2 separate regions of the Sus scrofa genome follow, and region 1 is linked to region 2. A link is a contact called in public HiChIP or PLAC-seq data. All regions are on one chromosome and are shown on one strand. The core of a region is the stretch at or near the end of the contact, and the rest is flanking DNA. Distances in the headings are between cores, read along the strand shown.

Region 1 (5,035 bases), core at 841-3,340, 160 kb after region 2:
TTGAGGGAGTATAGTCTGGAAGAATTAGTAACTTGACTGAGAGGGTCAGTTTTAAAAATAATGATTCTAGGAGTTCCTGTTGTGGCACAAAGTGATCAATGGCATCTTTGGAACACTGAGACGAAGGTTAAATCCCCGACCTGGCCAGTGAGATAAGGATCCGGTGTTGCTGCAGCTGCAGCTGGTATCGGATTACTTGTCTGGGAACTCCATATGCTGCAGGGCAGCCAAATCAAAAAAAAAAAAAAATTCTAAAATTCTCCCAGACACCGATGTCAATTTGAAAAACTCCACAGAGATTTCCCCTTGCGGTTCAGGAGAAACAAATCCAAATAGCATCCAGGAGGATGCGGGATGTGTATTCCACCCCTGGCCTCGATCAGTGGGTCCAGGATCCAGCATTGTGTGAGCTGTGTGGTGTAGGTCGCAGACGCAGCTCAGATCCTGAGTTGCTGTGGCTCTGGTGTAGGCCAGCAGCTACAGCTCCAATTCTACCCCTAGCCTGGGAACTTCCATATGCCGTGGGTGCGGGCCTAAAAAGCAAAAAAAGAAAGAGAAAAGAAAAAAGGAAAAAAACTCCATAAATATAACCCATTAAATGAACCATTATCATATTCAATAACTCAGGAAATGTTTATTAGGCACCTATTATACATCAAGCACTACACTCCAGGTAAACCAGGTCATCAACAACAGAATACCACTCCATAAAAAAAAATAATAATAATGTTTCCACTAAATCATTAGGTATCTTAAACATCTAATGAAGATACCAAGTGATCTTAACATACCTTCATTGACATCTTTGTCCTGAGATTTGGTAAAGTCAATTCCAGATGATGATGGAACTTCAGAGTCATTTGGATTTTCTTCAACTGATGACTTTCCTTTTTCCTGAAGACTCTGTGGTTGAAAATTAATGATTCAAAAACAAATGCACATTTAGCTCCTTCCAGTTGAGAACAGAGCATCTGCCTCATTTTCTATTTCTATAGAACTTGAGCTCTGAAGACATATAAGGGATGTGGAATCTAAATTTGAATGCTGTCAAAGCATTTCAGAATATTTAGGTCTCACCCTTCAGGCTGAATCGGTCATTTGTAAAAAGTAATTTTAAAAACGGTGATTTCATTAATCTACACACTGTATCCTTGCTTTTTAAATCAAAAAGATGGGGCACTTAATAGCTGCATAATTTAGGAAAGAATCCGACAGCTAATCTCAAAAGGTGCCAATTTGAGACTTAAGGTTTTCCCTGGGACTTAAGGTTAAGTGAGAAGACATGGAATGTTCAGATCTTCATAAATATTTTCCCTGGGACTTAAGGTTAAGTGAGAAGACATGGAATGTTCAGATATTTCTTCATAAATATAAAAAAAAAATGCACCAGTGAAGATTTCGTTATAAGACAAGAAAATTCCCTTTTTTCTGTGAAAGATTACGTCACACCACTAGTAGACTCCTCAAAAACGGGACCTCCAACCTCTCCATCAAGAAATAAAGAAACTGAGGCCTCAAGAAGAGAGGTATCCAAAGACACAAAAACACAGTGGCAAAACTAGGAAGAGAACAAGATACTGACTCCAAATTCTACTCCCCATGCCCCTCATTTAACCTAATGAGAAATCGCACTATTTGGTGATAGAAAAAAAGAGAAATGGTTACCACCGAGCCAAAGTCTTTTCGGTGGGCGAAATGTTTTAAGGGGGAGCTCAGCACAGGGACGAGGTGAGAACTAGTTTCGCTAATCAGGGGAAGAAACTGCTGTTAAGTACCGGACCCGCCCCGTTAGAGCGAATGGGGTTACTGGGTCCCCATATCTCTTAAGTGTATTAGGGCGACAAGACAGTAGACAGCATTCTGGCCTATCATCTCCTCACTTTCTTTTCGCGGGTTTTTCTCTCTTCTCTCCGCCTTTCAAATTCCTCAAAAGAGATCTTCCCTTCCAGATAGTCGATGAGCTCCGGGCTGAACCCCGACATGTCTGCGGGGTTCTGATACGCAGTTCCAGGAACCGAGACGGAGAAACGGAAGGGCTAAGCCTACAGACTCTATCCCGGGCCGGGGCGCTGAAAAAACGGACCCGCTGTTCTCCCAGGAAACCTGTCCGGCCTGCGCCGCAGCCGCCGCACTCGAGTTCCGCGGAACATCTGGCCACGCCTTCGTCCTGGCGAAATGGGCGTGAGCGGGGCGTGGGCGTGGGCGGGACCAGGGCTGGGGCAGGACCCTCTCGGCGCTTGGGCTGCCTATGCAGCTGGCCTCGGTCCTCGCGCTGAACCTTATTAAGGAGTTGGAAATAAAATGCGCTTTAAGGAAATTTTCCTACGTCTTCATCATTTCGCTCAATTCTCCTTTAAAATTCTCTCAATTCATTTCTTTTTTGAATGTTTTTCTTTAAATTAATTTGATCTTTACTGTAGTGATTTTTTTTCTTAATTTAACCATTTGCTCTAACACGTGCATGTTTCACTTGCTGATTCTGCCCTGCCACATAAAGCTAGTCTTCCCTCAAACGATGCTCTAAGTCTCATCTTCTCCAACGGATGGCACCATCAGTTTTCCCGTCTTCTACAAATCCTCAAACTTTCTCCTTCCCCAGGCTCCTTCTCAGTCTGTAAATAAGTTTATCTGGACTTTGTGTCCCACCTCTAACTCCCACCCAAATTTTCTTCTTTTCTTAAACTTTTAGAGATAATCAAATGTTGGCTATGATTAGCGCACACTGTTGCCAATTTACTGTATAGGCCACGTACAGTCTTACGCTTATTACATTCATATATCAAAATAATCCTTAAAAATGGATTGTATTTTTGTTGTTGTTGTTATTCCTAATGCCAGTGTCCTATATCTAATATGTTGTAAAGCCAGGATTTGAACCCTGATCTATCTGACTCCAAATCCCATATTTGGAATTAATATGATATACTGCCTCTCCTCAATAGAACTATTCTTCATTCCTATTTATATTTTGGTTTATATTTTTATATGGTTTATATCTTTTACCTTGTATTATAACTATTTCTCTGCCATCCTCTTCTAAAGACACTAGCTGTCAACATCTGAAGAAAAATACTACCTGGCACATCTTTGTGAACTCTCTGTAGCCTAGTAATCTGTGCTCCAAACACATTTATGAATTTAATTGGATGGCAGTGAAAGTGCCTTGGGAACGGACAAGGGAGTAGAGGTATGAAATGCAGCTCAGTATGAAGCTGAGATTAGGGACAAATTACAAGGAACCAATTACCTGGCTTGGCCATTGGTGACTCTTTATGACAATCCAGACAAGGAAAAGCAACTGTAAGATGGCAGATGAGGGCCCAGGACCTGCAAGAGGGGGACTTCCAGGTGAGAGAAAAATATCTCACAGCTAGAAGGCATTTCTTTCTCGTAATAAATGATCACCAGGGCCCAATCTGGGTATAAAATATGGGAGGCTAGTGGGGTGGGTTGGGTTAAGGTAATCCAGAGAAATTATTTATAAGCCAGTTCCCCCCTGAATTTCTCCAGGGAGTCAGAGGATTGCACTTGTGAGGAAGTCAAGAGCTCCCGTTATGGCTCAGCAGTTTACAGACCTGACTAGTATCATGAGGATGCGGGTTCGATCCCTGGTCTCCCTCAGTGGGTTAAGGATCTGGTGTTCCCGTGAGCTGTGGTGTAAGTTGCTGACACAGCTTGGATCTGGCACTGCTGTGGCTCTGGCACAGGGCAGCAGCTGCAGCTCAAATTCGACCCTAGCCTGGGAACTTCCATGTGCTGCAAGTACAGCCATGAAAAGCAAAAAAAAAAAAAAAAAAAAAAAAAAAAAAGTCTAGTCCTAACTCTCCTAGGGTAAAAGAATGAAAGCAAAGGGAGGCAAATGGTCACAGGTAAAGAGAAGGCTCTGCCTAGAATATGGAAATAACAACTTAGATTCATGTTGTGGAGAACTGGAACAGGGAGCAAGGGGTGGAAGGACAGGTTTTCTTCTTGGAACACTTGATGACATGACAGATGACTGTTGGTTTACAGGTCAGAATGTAGCAATATGTCTTGAAATCGTAATCTTTCTGTTTTTCTTTTCTCCACTTCTAAGTGATAATGTCCCCTGGTGAGTCAGAGGCATACTTTGAGATGAAGTGGAATTGTTAGAGCAGTAATGAAAACAGAAAGAAGAAACTTTTCCAGACTTTTGGACCGGATTTTTGAGAATCAAAATGGAATGTCCAAAGAAAGCAGAATAATGATTTTTTTTTTTTTTTACCATGATGAGCATGACGAGTACACAGGAAGGTCATGACTCTCTCTTCTCCCTTTGTCAAAAAGAGAAGCCGACATGGGGTGTGATGCTTTGAGGGAGACTAATGGCAAAACAGTACACATTTACTTCCACAAGTATTTACTGAGTGCTCACTACATGCAAGGCACTGTACTAGGTGATGGAGAAATAAAAATGGCTTAGATATGATCTTGGTTCACAAATATCTCATAACCCTCAGAGAAAACACACAACGAATTACAATAGAACATATTGAACCAGTCATAGAATCTGTTCTTGCATAAATATTTTATTCTTGTTATTCAATATCAGCCATCCACCAAAAAAGCCACAGAACACGATTTTAGAAAGTATAGACTAGTGTTATTAGGATGCCAGTGTTTGCTTCTAAGACAGTGTTCCTTTTTTGGAATCAGCAAAAATGTGCAGCTATTCATAAAGGAAAGTAGTTATTCCAAATGAGAATAAGAGAATCAGAATAATTCAGTCTGAGATGGGGCTGGGGGAGGGGAGACAGTTGGTTATAAAAGAAAGAAAATCCACACATTTCTACTCTCCCCTCTTGAAGTTGTGCGTGGGTGAGCCAGAGGTGAGGCATGGCTAGGAAATTTAGTGCAGCACAATGCCCACCTCTGATCCTCCTGGCAGAGGGCATCTCCCAGAGGCCCAAGCAACTCCTAAAACCCGGTGTTTCTTTGCCGTCCATGTCAACTTAATTGTGGATATCACTTACTCTCCCTTGATATGAAAATAGTCAAGAGAACCCTTCATTCATAT
Region 2 (5,000 bases), core at 543-3,042:
TGAGTTCACCAGACTGAAAAGAGGGAGGACATGCCTGGCAGAGGGCTTAGAGCCTGCAAGGACAAAGACATGCCAGTAGACTTGGTAACCCTTGGGGTACCAGGTGCAGACTAGGCTGGTAGATCAAACTGAAGCCATTAGCAGTTTGAGCCTGGTCAATGGATAAGTATGAGTTCAGTGGGGAACTATTAAATGTTTTTAGCAAGGGACTAAATGATCAGATTTACCTTCTCAAAAGATCATTTTAGTAGCTATATAAAGGATGCTTTGGGAAGGGTGACTGGAAAACCAGTTAGGAGACTATTACAGTATTGTGATGAGAGAGAATGTGGTCCTCTTGGAATCCCTTGTATTTCCATGGCTAAAAATTTCATTCAAAAAATCCTGCTGATTTTTGAATGGGGGTCAACAAGTATGAAAATTATCAATTGAAATTTAAGAGGGAAATCAGAAAAAAAAATCAATATGTACAGACACTTAGAATAAAAAGACTTTTAATATAATGAATTCTCAGATGTCCAGAAGCTGGTTCTCCAGCAGATGAATTAGTTTATTGATGACTTCAGTTTTTTTCTCCAACATGGTAATTGCTTGACTTAAGTTCTTATATGGTTTGCCAGATGGTAGATGGAGGAAAATAAATTAAAAACACTAGATTTAATCAGTTGTCTCCCTGACCGCTGCTTAATATGGAAATTCAAGGAGAAGGTGAAAACTCTCATTACACTAAAGTGCCCAGATTATCTATGGAATTCATATACATATCCCTCATCTCTACTCATAAATCAGAGGTCACTGCAAGAGAAAATGTACGAGTAATTGGTTCTTTACATTGATGCTCTAAAACACTCTCCCACTTTTCATATTAAGAGCTTTATTTGACCCCTTCACCTGAATAATGTATGCGGTGCTCATTTCTCTTTCACCGGATGGGCTAACAGTTTGATGAATATGTCTTACAGCTGTGCTTTGATGGACATTCGATCCATCTCACGTTAAGGTTTAGCTTTCAGAAGAGTAAGAATAGCCAGATCAATTCAGCCAGCCACTTGCTAAGCAAATGAGGCCTCATTTCGGATCTGACTGCACTCATTTGAGGGCTAAAGTTAATTCTCAGCTGCAATCCCAGAGATGAGAAGACTGCATTAATTGTCCTGGTGCTGGTAAAAGGTGTTCTGACCAGCTACCTTAAGCAAAGCCGTGCTGCCTTTTCACTGGCGGACTTCAGTGTGAATTCTCACTGTTTGAATAAACAACTCAGAAACGACTGCAGTTTTATTTCCAGTGCTCTCTCTCGTTTCTTAGCCACTTACAATCAAATTTAGAAATACCTACTCACTTACCTGTAGACCAGGCCAGAAATTAATTATGCTGAAGAGACAAAAGACAAGAGAGCCGATTCCACGTGTTTTACTCTCGGTCTGGCCATCATGAACGAGGATGAAGAGGGGCTTGGTTTTTTCTTTAACGAGAACGTTAGCGCTTGGTATTTTTACCATTTTTTAATGTTCATTAACAAAATCTTATTTTCCTATCGTTCACAGGTGACTTGATACTCTCGTCCTTCTAGAACTAAAAACATTTTCTAATCTTGGCCTCGGGCCTGCTGCACGGTATGTGTATGTCGAAAAACCCAAACGCCGCACCTTCACCAAGACGAGGACCAACTCTGCAAAGCGGACTCCGTAGGGCCCCCGGGAGGTCAGAGGGAGGAAACTACCTATCCCGGCATGTCCCGCGCCGGAGCACAATGGAGCCCTGTCGTCATCCGGGTCACGGGGCCGCGCGTTCCGTGCGCGCCGCCGGATTCCGGCCTGGGTCCCGCCCCGGGCGGAGGGCCCTCCATGGCCGGGAAGACTGCGATTCCCGGCATGCCCTACCGGGCGCGCCTGCGTACGGGAGCTACCGAGCCGGGGAGCGGGTTGGTTTAAAGCGCTATCTTAGTTCCATGGAAACCAGCCCACCTGCTGCCAGACCTAGCTACAGGCAGACACATGGACTGTGCGGTGAGTCTGCTCGGCCCTGGAAGGTGTAGGGTCCGCGGGGGAGAGTCAGCGACTCAGATGAATCCCCGTCATCTCTGCCTCCGCCCTCTCCCCTCGCTGCCGAGATTTAGTCTCGACCCCTGGCCCTCAGAACCCTGATTTGTGGTGCTTCTGCTGTGGAAACCGGTGAAAACCGTTTAGGAGCGAGTTTGCACTGGCTAGGCCCCAGCACAGGCAAGGATAGCCACCAGAGAGGGCCTTCAGATAAGCCCCAGTCTGACTTTTCTTTATTTATATTTTGGGTTGGAAGTTACAGATTCCTGGAAATGCCATTTCGACGTTAATGTTTTTTTATTTTTGCCATCAGTTTTCCTCCCTGGCCTGCCTGTTAGAACGCAGGTGTTAGGAACTTACATTCGTTCATTGCTGTTTCCCCAGCTCCTAGCAATTATACTGGACAACGCTAAATTTTTGTTGAACTTCCCCTTGTTTGTTTGCCACCACCCACAATGTCTCATACTGTGTGAGCTCTGAAGATAGAAAATGATTAAGAATCTGACCCTACCGGGTTCGGGTTAGTGTGGCATGAACACTCACACACTCCTCTTGTTTCCTGATTTGTTAATCTTGGAGTACCAGGACTAGGCTCTTGAAACTTCTCTGTTATCCAGTCTCCATAGCTTTAAAAAGCCATATATAGATATATAGATAACTTCAGAAATTATATCTCCAGTCCACCTTTCTCCCATGACTCCACATCTACAAGTTGAGTCATGTGTTGGGCATCTTTCCTTTTTTAAATTTAACATTTCCAAAACCACTCTTGATCTTTCCACCTGAAACTCGTTTTTCCTGACAGGCTTCCAAGTGTCTCAATGAATGGTAACACCATCCTTCCAATGCTTACTTTCTCATCTGATCTATCAGCTGTATCTTTAAAATATGCCTGGAACCTGACTACTTCTTAACTGCTCTTTGATATCACCTTGGTCCTATCCAGCAGCATCTCACCTGGATTATTATAGTAGCTTTCCAACTCGTCTTCCTATTTCTCCTGTTGTCTTTTTACCATCTTGGTCTGGCTACTCTCTAGCCAGAGTGATCCGAGTGAAAACTGAGTTAGATCACAGCATTCCTTGGCTCTCAACCCTCCAATGCCACTGAGAGTCACTGAGGGTGAAGGCAAACCTTTATAACCTGGTCCTATTACTACCCTCCGACCTCATCTCCACTGTTCTCTCCTTCACTTTTTCCTCTAGAGTCAAGCTGACCCACCAGGCATTCTTAGAACTTGCACTCTCTTTTCACACTTTCTGGACCTTCCTTTCTCCCCCCCCAATACCCACATCTCATTTCCATACTTTCTTCACAGGTCTTTGTCTCAGTATCATCTCTCAGCAAGCCTTCCTTCCTTCTTCCTTCCTTCCTTTTCATTCCTTCCTTTCTTTTCCTTCCTTCCTCCCTTCTCTTGCCACACTTGCCACATATGGAAGTTCCTGGGCTAGGGGTTGAACCATAGCTGCAGCTGCTGGCCTATGCCACAGCTACGGCAATGCTGGATCCAAGCAGCAACACCGGATCCTCAATGCTGGATCCTTAACCCACTGAGCAAGGCCAGGGATCGAACCTGCATCCTCATGGACACTATGTCAGGTTCTTAACCCACTGAGCCACATTGGAAACTCCTCAGTGAGCCTTTATTTGACCACTCAAAAATGGAAGCCTACACCACAGCCCCTGTCCCATGCTTTTTCCACTTTTTCTTCTCCATTGCACTTATCACAAATGAAGCTATTTTATTTAATGTTTATATTCTCAACTGGAATATAAGCTCTGTGAGGGCAAGGAGTTTTGCCTCTTGTTTACTGCTGTATTGCCTGGTGCCTGTAACAGTATCTGGCTCGTGGTAGACATTCAAGAAATGTTTGTTGGACATATGTGTGAATTAAGACACTATTACTGACCAATTGTTGTATTATTATTATTATTATTATTATTTTGTCTTTTTAGGGCCACACCCACAGCATATGGAGCTTCCCAGGCTAGGGGTCTAATCGGAGCTACAGCCTCCGGCCTTGTCACAGCCACAGCAACTCCAGATCTGAGCCATGTCTGTGATCTACACCACAGCTCATGGCAATGGTGATCCTTAACCCACTGAGCAAGGCCAGGGATTGAACCCGCAACCTTATGGTTCCAAGTTGGATTCATTTTCTCTGTGCCAGGAACTCCCCAAATTATTTTCTAGTGATTGTGATAGGCCTGTTATTTTGGAACCACCAGCATATAGTTGTAGCTTTTGCCAGGTTTAAGAATGAACTTGTGTCTACAGAAGCAGGTGTTGCCTTTTCAAAGTCACCTGGCTTTTGTTAGTATATTATGATAATTTTCTTATACATGTCATGCTTTCAGTAATGTAACCTGAACCTTTTGGAAATACTTTCCCTAAACATAGAGACGGAACTGTATTAATTTGATAATGATATATTTATGAAAGTAGTGAATTAACTTTTTAAAAAAAATTTTTTGTCTTAGTATTTTTATTATTGTTGCTATCAAGCATCAGGGCTTAGGTTCAAGGCTGCATTCAGTGATATTTACTTCTTTTCAAAAACAGCAAAGCACAGATATGTTTAAGCAATAGTTTCTTTGCTTGAATATTAGCAGTTAGAGCTAGATTCCTTTTCTGTAACTCTTTTACTATGAGCTATAAAAGTTATGGCTTCTATCTCAAAGTTATAGAGTTGAAAGTCTATGAGTCCTTAATAATTTATAGACTTATAAGTCTATTGAGTATGGAAGCATAGAGTTATGGCCACTGGCCCCCAAGTGGCCTGTGGATTGTGTGTGGGGGCATGGTGTTTCTGTTACCCCTGCTTGGACCTGCCAGATAAGAAAGACAGGCAGGGGTATGATTAACTGCAGTGAAATGAGAATCTCCTCTGACTCTAAACTACAACCCAACAGATTGACTAGATCCCAAGTCCTTATCTTACCCTTCCTTTAACAGGCTCC

Evidence for each region. HiChIP or PLAC-seq counts read pairs in DNA pulled down with a chosen protein or histone mark.
Region 1: a contact with region 2 is called in an H3K27ac HiChIP or PLAC-seq map of alveolar macrophages. The contact joins the promoter of GTF3C3 here to the promoter of CCDC150 in region 2. A contact is called at or near these places in 1 of 47 Hi-C or Micro-C datasets (heart right ventricle) and 1 of 2 datasets of contacts at active chromatin or transcription factors (alveolar macrophages).

Annotation. Positions count from the first base shown.
Region 1 is chr15:100,699,615-100,704,649 of Sscrofa11.1, forward strand. GTF3C3 (general transcription factor 3C polypeptide 3) reads right to left here and starts at 2,091. Exons shown (of 18, transcript XM_013982275.2): 1 at 1,881-2,091; 2 at 792-903. The coding sequence starts at 1,982. It overlaps C15H2orf66, which reads right to left. Exons shown (of 4, transcript XM_013982266.2): 4 at 4,528-5,035.
Region 2 is chr15:100,537,601-100,542,600 of Sscrofa11.1, forward strand. CCDC150 (coiled-coil domain-containing protein 150) reads left to right here and starts at 1,793. Exons shown (of 27, transcript XM_021074909.1): 1 at 1,793-2,006. The coding sequence starts at 1,995.